Linked DNA regions of Zea mays: region 2 is linked to region 1. The links are chromatin contacts, called in public Hi-C maps. All regions are on one chromosome and are shown on one strand. Each heading gives the region's core, a stretch centred on a gene start, on an enhancer-like site or on the middle of the called end of the contact. The rest is flanking DNA. Distances are from core to core; before and after follow the strand shown.

Region 1 (6,881 bases), core at 408-2,907:
GATAGTTCAAGTCTCAACCATTATACATTACATAGTATTAGGCAATTCAGATGCTAAAGTATAGTAGTAACAGTACCTAAACTGTGAATACTAGTAAAACAATTGCTTGTGAGATAATACAGTAGGCATACATCACAGGAAAAAAAACGCCACTTTTTTTTTACTTTGACCGAGATCATCATAAAATAGAAATACAGAATCCCGGCCGATTGTTATATAAATACACTAGAGCTAATGGTTAGATATTAAAATTAGCTAGAGATATTCTAACATAATAGTTCAGAGATTAGCTGCTTTTGATTGGAGACATCTAAACACCTCTAACTAGTAGTCTAGCTAACTATTAGCTGCACCCTTAACTACCCATTAGTTAATTAGCTCGTTCAACTAAGCTAAAATCAACTAATTTTACTTAAATTTTTGCCAACTAGCTATTAGATCTGGCACATTAAAACACGTCAGTCAGTTCGGTAAATGCTAGTGGCAGGCGCACCTTACCTACTTCTATGTGAGCGAGCCATCAAGCGTCACTGTGGCTGCTGACAAGCGAGTCTATCAGGAGAAGGGACACCGGGGTTGGTGGCGTTCAGGTCAGCTAGATGTCTACATCTGCAAGAGGCTGGCTACTTTCCCCCAATGAATGGCCTATGGATCTATGATACTGCATTTTTCACATCTAAATTCCATGTTGAGTTAACCAGAACATCGGTCACTGGCACCAGTGATCTCATGATTCGAGACAAGAACCCCCATTTCTGGACCTGCATAGATCATGATCTGCTGGGGGGTAACTCAAAAGCACTGCGTGGGCCATCTTGTCTACCCGAGAAGGATTTCAACAACGAACGACTGTAACGATCAACTGCATCGGCCATCACATGTTCTATAAGAATGGGAGAATTTCCGATTTTTGACCTTTTCCCTTGCGCAGAGGAAGACAAGAACTCTATCCAAATGGCTCGCAAAGTTGCCTATGCGGGCCCCTAGTTTGACGCGCTGGATCATCTAAATCGGTGAGGCTTCACAACGGATTCTTCGCGCGCGCGAGAGAGAGAGAGAGAGAGAGAGAGAGCATGGTGGTTGGTAGGCATCGAGCGGACCTTGTACATGGGCTTGGGAAAGCCATAGAAGTCGTAAATGGTGTCGTTGCTGCCGCGGATGACGTTGACCTCCGGCGTGGCCGTGTCCCAGTGTCCCGACACGACGAGGATGGCGCGCGGGGGCTGGTCGCCCGCGACCTTCGCCGGCACCCACGACTTGAAGAAGTGCCGCGCCGGGATGTTGTCGTCGATGGAGAGCGTGGGCGAGCCGTGCGACAGGAAGAAAGTGTCCATGGTAGCAGGGACTCTAGGCGGCGCTCGCCTCTGCCCCTCCTCCGCCGCTGCGTCTCGCTCTGTCCTCGCGGTGTCGCCGCGCCCGCGCTGCCGCTGCTCCTCGCCCTCACGCGTCGCGTGCCGCGTCTCTGGCTTGCCTCCGCCCTGGCTCCGCCGGATGATTTTGCGCGCGTGCGTCGCGTCTGGTTTGTGGTGGTGCCCCGTGGTCCGTGGGGAGCAGAGCAGCGAGAGAGAATGGATGGGATGCTTGGACGGGCGCCTCAAAAACATTGGGTTTGGTTGGTCGCACCGCAAAGTTTTAATAACGCGCAGCAATACGAATCATCCGGACTCCGCCGGAATCGGTTCGGCTTGCCGGCCCGCGTCGAAGTCGCGTAGTCAGCGTCGTGTAAGCAATGACGCATGACGGCGTATTTCCTTGGACACGCCAACAAGGAAAGAAAACGGACTTCCGGGATGGGCCTCTTAGTCTTGGATCGGGCCGGTCTTAAATTATGGGCTTACTAGGCCATATACACAGACAGACGAAAATTGCTGTTGGTCTCGAGAAAATCCACAGCTTGGATCTAGATCTCTAGGACAAAGAACGCCTTGTCATATACGTCACGGCAGTCCCGTGGTAACCGCACCAGTGCATGTGGTGCAAAAACGATCTTACAATCTAAGATTAGCACATCTAAGATTGACACATAATATTACAATCTAAGATTAGAAAAAAAAACTGATTAAATTAGTGTTGATCATATTATTCGATTGATAGACTATCAAACATCTTTCACAAAGACAACGTCGATGAGAGGCACGTCAAGGTTGTACTAGGACAGGCACCTAAAACACTGTCAACTCTCATCAAAAGACATAACGAGCAACAAAGCAGATCGTGCATATCGCCGATCGCCACACAAAACACTGTTTTGCACAGTAAACTATACTATTTATGTAGTAGTATTTAAAAATATGAGGTGAGATAGAGAGTTTGGTGGAGATAGTCGTAGGGCATATTTAGCACAGCTTTGGCTTCTTTGAAAATAACTCCGGCTCTTGTTTCTCTTCAAGAGCAGTTTCTCTATAGGAGCTAGTATTTTTTTAACAAATTGTTTAGCAGCATGACTTCTCTTAACGTAAGAGAAGGGCAAGATGGAGAGTGGAAGGAGGAGACGTTAGGAGCTTTTTTTTTTTTTTGGCTCCGGCTTCTCTTTCTAGAAATGGCTATGGCTCCTAAGTGTTTTTTGTTAGGAACTCTTTTTGAAGACTGTTTATGAGGGCTTCTGGCTTCTCTAGGAGCCGAAACCAGAGCCGGTTTAAGAGCCCTCCCAACCTTAGTCATTTGTCCTGGTTACACTAAACTTGTCTATGTTTTTTTGCTTTTATTTCTATTCCTGAATGTAAGAATTGAGTCGCATGGATCCTCCGACTTGTTTGCATTCTCAGTTGTGTACCATTATCAGATGATACAAACTGAGATTTTGTTATGTTATCTAAAATTAATCCCAACGCCCCACAGAACACGGTGAATCTTCCTCTGATCTTTTAGTATAATAAAGTTAAATAAAAAATAATCAGTTTTTCTTATAGAACCAAACATTATACATAGTTTCATTATTGATGATTATTTGGTGCTACAGTCGCTCAAATCAGTTGTCAATTATAATGTACTAAGGTGTTTGACTCGGGTAGACGGGTAGCAAGATTATTATTTTTATTTTTAGACAAAGGGATTAGCAAGATCAAGTTGACAGTAGCACACCAAGAAACAAGCTACCGATGCCACCAAACACCCTACGTCAGGTAAAAGTCAGGTTGCAATCTGGTGGCATTGAACGAACCGAAACGGCCGGGACATTCACCTTCGAACTCTGAAAAAAAAACAGGTGGCAATCCAAACAATCACCATGGGTACAAGCACTAAAACCTTGCTGGTATGCCTGATCCCATGGCTCGTTTACCAGCTCCAGCCTCATCGATTCTCTCCTGTGTCGGCCGCGACAACAATGGCCGGCAAGATCGATATCTTCACCGTGTACCAGCACGACAGGCTGAACGAGACCGGGTACGTCGTCGTCACCGGCGACGAAGGCGCCCCCTCGAGCGACACCACCAGGCCCTTCGGCAGCATCTACGTCTTCCGCGACGACCTGACCCTGCACAACGACAGCGACTCCCCCGTGGCCGGCGCAGGGCCGGTCCTGAGGGCGGGCAACCGGAGCGGCTGCACTGGGCCCCAAAATTCCAGGGGCCCCACCCCAGGTATACATATAGTGTATATACGTATTATGGCCAGGTCCACGTAAAACTAATCTAATTAGGCCCATGTTGATTCAACTACCTGGACACCACGGTAATTGGAATAAAAAAATCCCTAATCACCGCCGGCCGCCACAAACGCACGCGAAAGCCTTGCCCTTGCGCGATTGTGCCCTGCGCTTGCCGCCCTTGCCATCTGATCACCTCACATTGCAGTCCTGCCATCTTCTTGCCGGTCCCCAGGCCTGCTGTGCTGCCTATTCACGGAATCACAGCACAGGTCACGGCTTCAACTGCTTGAAGCTAAGTTTACCTGAAAGTCCAATATCTTCTATGGAGATCTTTGAATATGTTCGGCAAATGGATTCATATCCAAATATTTCAATCACTTACCAGATATTATTTACTGTGCTTGTAACTGTTGCATCAGCTGAGAGAAGCTTTTCAAAGTTGAAATTGTTGAAGAACTATTTAAGGTCAACAATGTCTCAAGAACGGCTCAACGGATTGGCCACTTTATGTATTGAGAAGAAATTATTGGACAAGATTGGTAACAACACTATTATCAACGACTTCGCATCAAGAAATGTTAGAAATTTTTTTTGAAGTAATATGTAAACATATTTGAATTTATTTTAATATATTTGAGTTTTTTATCATATAAAAAAATTATCGATGTATTTAGAAGAAAGTAAAAAAAAATTATAGATAAAGCTTTAAAGGCCCCAATTTTTGGTTTCGCCCCGGGTCCCTGAAATCTCAGGACCAGCCCTGGGCCGGCGTGATGGAGGGGGCCTCCATCACGACGAGCTTCGACGGGCTCCACAACCTGCTGGCGGCCAAGATCTCGCTCCGCCACCGCGGCTACAGGGGCTCCGTGTCCGTCCTTGGGGGCTCCCACAACACCAAGCCCTCGGTGTACCCGGTGGTGGGCGGCACCGGCGATTTTCTGTACACGGAGGGGTACGTCCGGTCGTCGCCGGTGGACTCGGACCGGCCAAAGGTGATATACAAGTTGGAAATTCACTTGTACTGGCCACCGTACACTAAATTTGCTCCATTTCCATAGTACTAGTCTACTAGGAGTGTAGGATTTCTGCGTCGAGCCAGATCATCTTTTGCAGCTTCCAATTTCAGGTCTTATTGTATTTTTGGATTACAGGAAAGTTACAGGAGTACAATTTGACAGCGGATGTGTGACACTACACAGCGGCACATTTTTTAAGTGAAATACATTTGCGATTTTCGAATTTGGAATGCTCAGTCACCTTGTGTCCCCGAATTTTTAAACCAGAAAAAAATGGTACCTGATACTTGACCGTACCATCTAAAACCGGGTTTGGCCCATCCAAATACCACCGTCCTAGATGCATAAACTCCTAGTTTCTAGTTTCTTTAAATATGAATAAACTATAGACAACGACTAATCATATAGACAAGGACTAATATGCCAGCAGATACCAGATGTAAGCGTGGAAGCAGACATTTTAGTCCGTTACCATCGCCCTAGATGCATAAACTCCTAATTTCTTTAAATATGAATAAACTGTGGGCAACAACTAATATACAAGCAGGTACTAAATGTAAACAGACTTTTTAGTCCGTTGGATCTGTATCCATCGATAGATAAAATTATGGTTTGTTAAAGAGTTTTTTATAAAACTATAGGTATTCCCTCTTGTTTCTTTATTACTGTGTACTTTTTAGCACATTGGTACGTCCGCACATTTATTTTCTATAGAGACTGAGAGAGAACCTCTTGTGGATTTTTCTTGTCCAAATGTTTGTTACCACGCAAACCAACACATAATGTCCCCCACGTCGTAAATCTCAAGTATCTAATCTACTTAAAGAAAACAAAGCATGCCTGTATGTAGTTATTGTTCCTAAAAATGTTAGTATTCCATTACAAGAGCAGCAGAATTGCAGAACGTCACCATACCTTTATTGAGCATGGTGTTCAGGAATACCAAGCCTGACCCGCAGAATATTGCTTAAACACTAGGGGTGCTTCCTCTTCCGGCCCTTTGACCCACTAGAGGCAAACTCCCTCAATCTACGAAGTATCCTTCTCTCACTCACCCGCAAAACCAGAGAATGGTAGAGCTTCCTTTCGTTGACAACGCAGCATGCGTGAAGCTCTTCCTCGTCATCTTCCAAAGTGTTCGAACCATAGAGGCTTTCCCTCATGTCAGCGAGTGATAGAAGCGCCGAACAAACGCTCTCACTATGCAATAACTTCTTCACATCAGGCAGTTTCTCGAGGCCATTGACTTCAGAATTTTGGTTGGAGCTTGTTGCTTTGACAAACTTGAACACGTTACAGATAGTCTCATGCTCTTCGTCACTAACGAAACCATGGGCCACGCAGATCAGCTTGTCATAAACATCAGGTTTCATGTTGATGATGTAAAGGAGGATTGAGAGTTCAAGCTGGGGCTCTCCATCATATGCAATCTCAAAGTACTCGGTATCTTGGCTAGTGCACCCAGAATAACCCAGATTACGCCATAGTGATACCCTTGCTCTTGTATGTCGACCGGAGAATATGGATGTGCACCACTTAGTAACCAATGCTAAATCAATGTTGACAATGTCGTATTGATTGTCAAGTTCTGTGAAACCATATCTGTGAAGCAAAGCAGCATTCCCCATCGTTCCATATGTATTATACACCTGGAATAGAAGATGAGAAGAAGCAAAGACACATTACCAGTCGGAAGAACAACAGAGATTTAGTGTATAAGTACAGCTAGTGAACCTTTGCACCACAGCCTCTAGCCAACGGAATGATGGCAACAGAGAAATACCTCCTCCCCTTCATTGACATCTCTAACAATGATTATTTCCAAATCTTCGTCGTTAGCTCTCGAACCTTTACAATAGATGCGAAAGTATAAAAATAATGAGTGAAGCCGACCATTAGTCAATCACAGATCTCGATAAGAGATATAAAGATGCATATGTTTGTGAATATATAACCTGGAGGACTACTTGTGGGATTTTTTGTAGTCGGTTTGTCATCAGCAGAAGCATCACTTCGATCATCTTCTTCTTCTTCACCATCTGAGTCTGAGGCATCTGATGCAGACGTGAAATGCACGTGTTCACAATCAGTCTTGTGATTGAAACTGGGAAGAGGATGGAAATAATTTTTTCATAAATAACAGAGCAATATACTATAGGATAAAGGATATTTTACTCACACTTCAGCCACCTAGATTAATACTACACAGAAATAGTTGCCGAAAAACATGCTGAAGTGATGTATCATTTCCGATATAACCAGGTAAATAAAGTATC
Region 2 (7,130 bases), core at 2,188-4,687, 130 kb before region 1:
CTCGCTGGGGGCGTGGCTGATCGGGCTCGAGGTCGAGCACGTCGACGACCGGAGCATGTGCTGCGCGACGCCTCCAGGTGGGTCATGAAACTGACAGCCAGCGTCACCCCTCCTCTCCTGAACAATTCACCTATATACACTGCCTAGTGACTCTGACTGCGTGTGCAGACTGCGAGTGGAAGAAGCGAGCCGGGAACGTGTGCGTGGCGTCCTTCGACTGGTCGTGCAGCGGCGTCTGTAAGTCGGTGGACCGGATGCGCCACATCCACAAGGCGTGCGGCGAAGGCGAAGGCGCCGTCTGGAACGCCGCCACATGAGACGAGATTGCCATTCTCGTCGGAACACTTGTTGTATGCGGAGCTTCACTTGATGAAAACGCGAAGGCGAGAGGGAAGCGCCTGCGCCACTGTTTGGCATGACACATTCCGCATGGCAAGCGTGGTTGTTTCACTTGAGACGGCATGCTATGATCCACGTAAAAGCGCATGGATTATTATTGGTGTGTCAACGTGATCCTTTTTGGATGAAAAAAAAAAATTGCACGGTGGCCCTTGGATGTCTTTTTTAACCCCGAAACATAGTAAAATATTTAAAAAGTATATTCATAATATTTTTTCAGAAATATTTAGTTAAGCTAGAGGCTTCGACGTCATACAACAACTAATATGCAATCAGACTTATGTGCAAGCGAGCCTCTTAGACTGTTAGATCATAATCTAGCTATAGCCATAATCGTGGTTTGTTATAGGGTTCTCTATAAATCTACACGAGCTGATGGTGGATTGATTTAAGTGTTAAATGTGATACATGGTTGGATTATAATCTAACAAACCAGGAACCTCGCTTGCACGGTTGCACAAAAGTACAACGTATGTAGACGATACACCGATCATATTCTATGGTTTAGTGCAATAGTTATTTGACACCCGAAGATCTAGTTGCAAGCCAGTGTGATGGATCCTCTCCACACACACACAAAAATATATTAAATGAACCCTCGACGAAAAAAAGTTTAAAGTTAAAGTGGACAGATAACCCATGTACCAGATATTAAATTACACTTTATCTTGGCTAAAAAGTCAAGAAAGATACACATTGAAAAGAATATATGCCCTTTTTTATAGCTCGCATGATCGCTCTTCCTCCTAACGAGGTGGTACTATTCAAAAGCAATGTTGTTGTGTGTGGCTTCATATCATGTTAGACTTGGTTGTTTTCTCATGACCTATCTACGAGGTAACAACTTGATTGTTAGGTGAGATGTGAAAAAACAGATCTACTATACGCGATTCGTGCGTAACACACAACGTACGAAACCCACGCTTTAAAGGACCAGAGTTTTTCGTTGTAAGGCCATGGTCATCAGATAATGCATAAAAAATGTTACTTACCTTATGCTATAAAAATGTTACTGTTTCTATAAAGTTGTTACTTGCAGAATTCTAGAAAATGATTTATTTAGAGACAGAGATAATACTGAATAAGCATCAGCAAATTAATTGTGTTGTATATTTTTATGCTAAACCTATTTTAGATAACGGATGTTAATGCCATTTTTTTAGAGTTCTAGTTAAACTAAAATTGTTCGACATCCCAAGATCATGGCAGGCTTGCAACGTCTGTTTTCAAAGCCTCCTCCAAACCGTGGTTCAGCGCTAGTCTCATCCATTCGGACTAAGAACTATATTTGGGACGTCTGAAAAAATTACAATTGTACTATCTGATCCTTCCTAGAAATAGAATAGTCAGTTACCCGTTTATCCGATTCCTTTTGAATTAGCAGTCGCTGGTCCAACCAAGATCCTTGAGCCACGTGTCCCGCCAAATTTAGGCGCGAGGACGAGGAATACGGGTGGCCTGAAGTTTTGGGCGTTTCGGCCGGGCGCCCGGCAATGCCGCGGGAAAGCTGCAACCTGCTCGGCTGAGTAGTTTTCATACTTTGAAGGGTATTTTCGTCCATCGGCAGACCAATAATTTTTTAGGTCGGTTTCGGTTCCACATCTGCCCTCCCGTGCTGAACGCATCAAGCCATCAACTCCTCCGCGACTTTGCTTTCTTCTACAGTTCTGTCACCCAGTCTACTCCAAGCCTGCCACGACGATAAGAAATGAGTTTCACGCACAATAAATATTAGTAGATTAACAGCTAAAACATACTAGAGTATACAACTATAAATAATAATTTTTATAGATATAGCTAATTTTAAATACTTTGTCTAAGATGTGAGATTGTTTTAAGATGGGCAAAGCACTCCATCAAATAATGAAGAAGTTATTTTATCATTTTTTTCAAAGAGCCAACAAATCTTAAGTTCAACTAAATATATAAAATAAAACATACACACTGCATAGTATATATTATTAGATGAATTATATGATGTATTTATATAGTAAAACTATTTTGAATATAAATATTGATAATATTTTTGTAAACATAATTGAATTTAATAAAATATAAGTTAGTATAAAATCTAACGTGGCATTTCATTGATAAGAACAACTTTAGTGTTACATTAGCTTTTCACTAAGTGTTATATTGTTCACCACCTTTTGGTTACCGTCACGCGACACACGCCACCTATGAAATTATGGCTTCAAGTAGCTTTCTTTTTTCTAATATGTATTACTAAAATAATTATGTTATCAAATCCTGAAATAAATCTAGAAAATCAGAGTAAGCATATTCTAGTTCCATAACAAGAAATCTAACCAAATGTTTTACCTTAGTTTACGGTTAATATGCATTTTATAGTTTGACTAGACATCATATTCCTTCATTCTCCAAGTACTAGCCACATGGGGAGCGATGTAGTGAGAAATTCGACTAATCTATTTAGTATCTCCTAAAAGAAGTTTCAATCAAATTTCATATGTCATCTCGTCAACGTTGTCTCAAAGTAAGGCCCTATCTATCTATCTATCTGAATCAACTAAATGTTTAAGTTGTAATAGCTAGTGTGCGCCAGCCAATAGCTTTTTGTAAGCGGTGCGGTTAGATGCTTCAAAAGTAAGCTAATTATAAGCTTGGTTGTTTGGATCATCTAGAAGTTTGTTTAGCAGTTAGCAATATGAACTTAGTTAAACGAGTTTAGTTTTTCCCCCTTCAACATTGACCTTAAAATCGAACGTTATAAAAAGACGTTACTTGTTAGTTTAATTACTAAATAAAAAACCAAGGTGACCGGGTATCTTGATAGTAAAATTTAGCTAGTCACATCATCTACCAGACACCACGATTTAAAAGAAAAATAAGCCTTGGTGATTGAACAGTACATATAGAAAAGGGCTGCTGCAGAGGAGCCGCAGCATTGCGTTTGGATTTTTTTTCCGCCCCTGTGTGACAAGACTGAATAAATGATAGAAATTTATATTGCAGATTTATAGAAAAAAATCAAATTTGTGGCAACTACCCAATACGACAACATGTTTGCAGAAGGGTATACTTAAAAAATACCGTATCACTTGTCTCTGTGACTTGAGAAAGTCGCCTATAAAGATTACAGTGGACACGTTTCGAGTGGAGGGATTCTGTGGTCTGTACACAACGAATCGAAATAAAAGCATTCTAGGGTCCACGGACTATGAGGGCAGTTGTGTAATTTGTCCCTACACAGGATCACTTTGATGTGCCGTACTGGACCTCTCATCGAGCCATGGATACAAAATGACGACACTGCCCCGATCCTTTATTCCCTCCCATTTCTCGCGCCTCCTTTTCGGAAAGCTCTCGAACCCAACCACCCACCCCACCCACGATTAACCCTGGTTAGCGCTCTGCCACGACCTGACGAGCCCATTCCACCATAGCATGCATAGACCCACTCCACTGTACGCCACGCACGATTACGTGGGCCCGACATTTGCTCCGTCCCCTCTGGTGCACAAAGACCAGGCGCACCTGATCGTGCTTCACCTCGAAGGAATCGACCCCATCACCATCCTCCTCGTTATCTCGCAGCTACCGCCGCCGCCGCAAACCCTAACCTGAGTTCCGATCCGGTTAATCGACGACGAGGAAGACGACGGTGCGTTGCAGATCTGAGGGGATCTGACGACGGCGGCGGAGGGGGAGATGGTGGTCAACGGCCGGCCGCTGAAGAGGGCGAGGGCGCGGGTCGAGGCCAGGGACTTCGCGAGGTTCCCGGCGGCCGGAGACTGCGGGGCGGCCGGGACGTTCAGGGAGGCGGTGAGAGGGTTCCTCGCAAAGCATGCGAGGCTGCTCCCGTTGCCGTCCATCTTCTCTCCGGCGGCCGCGGCCGCCCCGCCGCACCTGCTGATCTGGAGGGTGTCCCTAAGGGTCGGGGAGGCCGGGGAGGAAGAGAGCGGCGGCGGGGTAGAGCTCAACGTCGTTGAGGAGGATGTGCTCCGATCCCGATCTGTGTATTGTGACCAGTGCAGAGTCGTGGGTGAGTTGCTTTCCTCACTTTTTCGTCCTTTTTTCCTCCGATTTTTTTTTGTTTTGGATTCAATGGACGAACCCGTTCGTTTTTTTCTTCTTACGATCTGCTCCTCTGTTACTGTTTTCTTGTCGTCGATTTAAGTTTTTGAAATCCAACGACTGTCTTATTTCTTAGAAATTTTATTGATTTTTGCGGGCAGTTTTTTTCCCACTGAAATATCTGCTAGTTTTCGTCGTATCAGCCAATCCCAATCGTTAGGCTGTTGCTTTCAGTGTGCAACCGCCCGTTAGAATGATTGATTGAATTGTCATATACTTGCACACTGTTACATACAACAACACGGCATCTGCAATGGAATCATGCGTCTGATTTGTTTGTTTGGTTGTAGGCTGGAGTGGACACCCGGTCTGCGTGAAGCGGTACCATTTCATCATCGAGAACGACAGTAGCCACCTTTCTGGCCGCCGGCGCACCTGCTGCCTCCGCTGCGGAACACCCATGGCCGCTGGAGAATCAAGGTGAGAGGCACATTTCAGAAAGAAAATTATATACCTTCTCACACAACAGCGAATGGGGGAAATGGAACATGCTTGTGCGTTCGATGTCTATAATGCCGAATGTTAATACATGACCAACTTTATGCCAACGTGCTGTGCCATTGATGCCTGTAATGATCTGGATCACCCAATCTGAATGTAAGATGAGTGCTTCATATAGGTCTGTGTTTGGATGGGGCGTGCTTGCTTGCATTTGTAATATAAGATGAGAATTCAGAAGTGTTTCTATTACTATATTCATAGGCAGCACATAGAAAATTTCTCGGAATGAAGGATTCGCCAAGTAACCTTGTGATGCTCCGAATATGCAACATACTCTTACTCTGAATGCACTGCCGTCTCCAGGTGTGCTCTGTGCAATTTCGATATGGATGGGGAGGAGATTGAAGAGTGTGCATACCTGCATCTGGATGACCCCACCCACTTGCTGCACGCTGTGGTGCATGCAAATGGTTATGGGCATCTTCTCAGGGTAAATGGGCGTGAAGGTGGCTCAAGATTCCTCACTGGCCGTGACATAATGAGCCTGTGGGATCGCCTGTGCAAGGTGTTACATGTGAGGTAAATGGAATTTCCGCTGGCCCAAAGAACATAACAGTTGTTTGATTGGGATTGGTCTCTTTCCATGATGCCTTTCTCCAACCTAATAACTATCATTTCCATTACTGCAGGAAGGTAACTGTCATGGATATATCCAAGAAACATGGAATGGACTACAGACTTCTTCATGCAGTCATAAGTGGGCACCCTTGGTACGGCCAATGGGGATACAAGTTTGGTGCCGGCAGCTTTGCTCTCACCTCAGACACCTACCGAAATGCAGTAGACATGCTTTCCAGCATAAACCTGGCGCTGTACTTCTCGCACCGCAGCCAAATTAGGACTCCATTGCAGAACACAATCGCTCTTTATTGGGCGCTCTCTAATCGCCAACTAGTAACCCTCCGGGATCTTTTCCGCTTCATTATGCACCTCCTCCATCAAGGTCAAAAGATGTCAAAACCCTCAGCAGACAAGCACAAGGAGCTTACATCTAATGAGCTGTGTGCATGGACTAAAGAAGATCTACATAGAGCAGAAGGTGCAATGCTCAAGGTTCTCCAGGTCGTCCAAACTGGACAGTGGGTATCTTGGCGGGCACTGAGGGGTGCTGCGTCGAAGGCTGTTGATTCGCAAGAGCTGCTTGATTATTCTCTCCGAGGACTGGGTGGGAAACAACTGGATAATGGCCTTTGTGTTGCTGTCCGTTGCAATGCCGGTACTAGTGCAATCGAGTACAGGTGAGCACTGATTGCTTTCCCTTCATAAAATTGATGAACTTGATCCGGAAACTTTCCTGGCTAAATTGTTTCATGACAATCAGGCTGGAATCTTCCTCCGTTCGGTCTCCAGCAAATGCAGCTACATTTGGACCTTCTGTTGACCAACTGTTGCATGATCTAAGGTTCCTCTACGATGCTTTGCTGAACCCGGAGTCCATGTTGTCTTCACAACCAGAGGTGGTTGGTGCATCAGCACACAGCGCAGCAGCAAAGATAATTGATTGCAAGCAGTTCATCAAACATTATGATGAGCATGCTCTGCGGACTCCTTCAAATCCATTCCTGCTCTGTGTGAGGTGCTCCATTGAACTGCTTGATCACCCAAAAGATTACACGACACCTCCAGAAGAACTTGTACTTCTACCAGCAAGTGCTACCCTAGGTGATCTGAAAGTACAGGCTTCAAAGGCTTTCCAAGAAACGTACCTGATGTTCCAAAGCTTCCAGACTGAACAGCTCCCTGACTTTCCAAACTTCAGTGATACAACCCCCGTGAAGCATGTGCTTGGATCAGGCCAGTTGCTTCGAGTAAGGGGACGTTGCACTGGGGATTACAGGAGAATTGTACAGTTCAGGATGGAGAGGGGTTTGGAGAACTGGACGGTGGACTGCTCATGTGGGGCCAAGGATGATGATGGGGAACGGATGCTAGCTTGTGACATATGTGGAGTCTGGCAGCATACCAGGTGCTCTGGGATAAGTGATTTTGAGGAAGTCCCTGAAAATTTCATCTGCAGAAAGTGTGCTAGTCCACGCAAGGGAGACGGACGTGGGGGTGGGGGTAGCAACGGTGGTGGAACAATGGAGGTTACTGCGTCTGGGAGGTGCAAGGATGAGATTGGAGCATCAGTT

Evidence for each region. A called contact is a pair of places that touch in the nucleus more often than the background predicts.
Region 2: a contact with region 1 is called in a Hi-C map of leaf, with 4 times the contacts expected there. The contact joins the promoter of LOC103636430 here to the promoter of pco060792 in region 1. A contact is called at or near these places in 12 of 25 Hi-C or Micro-C datasets (bundle sheath, ear, endosperm and 2 more).

What each region holds. Positions count from the first base shown.
Region 1 is chr8:171,743,812-171,750,692 of Zm-B73-REFERENCE-NAM-5.0, reverse strand. It overlaps pco060792, which reads right to left and starts at 1,657. Exons shown (of 3, transcript NM_001153652.2): 1 at 1,101-1,657. The coding sequence starts at 1,604. LOC100272935 (SET domain-containing protein) reads right to left here. Exons shown (of 6, transcript NM_001147387.1): 4 at 6,561-6,709; 5 at 6,389-6,453; 6 at 5,353-6,254. The coding sequence ends at 5,580. It overlaps LOC100277098, which reads left to right and starts at 2,963. Exons shown (of 4, transcript XM_020542790.3): 1 at 2,963-3,517; 2 at 4,348-4,378; 3 at 4,381-4,427; 4 at 4,429-5,400. The coding sequence starts at 3,227. The coding sequence ends at 4,647.
Region 2 is chr8:171,875,585-171,882,714 of Zm-B73-REFERENCE-NAM-5.0, reverse strand. It overlaps LOC103636430 (PHD finger protein), which reads left to right and starts at 3,437. Exons shown (of 5, transcript XM_008658780.4): 1 at 3,437-4,405; 2 at 4,788-4,917; 3 at 5,302-5,517; 4 at 5,628-6,236; 5 at 6,320-7,130. The coding sequence starts at 4,072. It overlaps ms8 (Male Sterile8), which reads left to right. Exons shown (of 9, transcript NM_001369666.1): 8 at 1-77; 9 at 169-554. The coding sequence ends at 317. It also overlaps the pseudogene LOC100501026.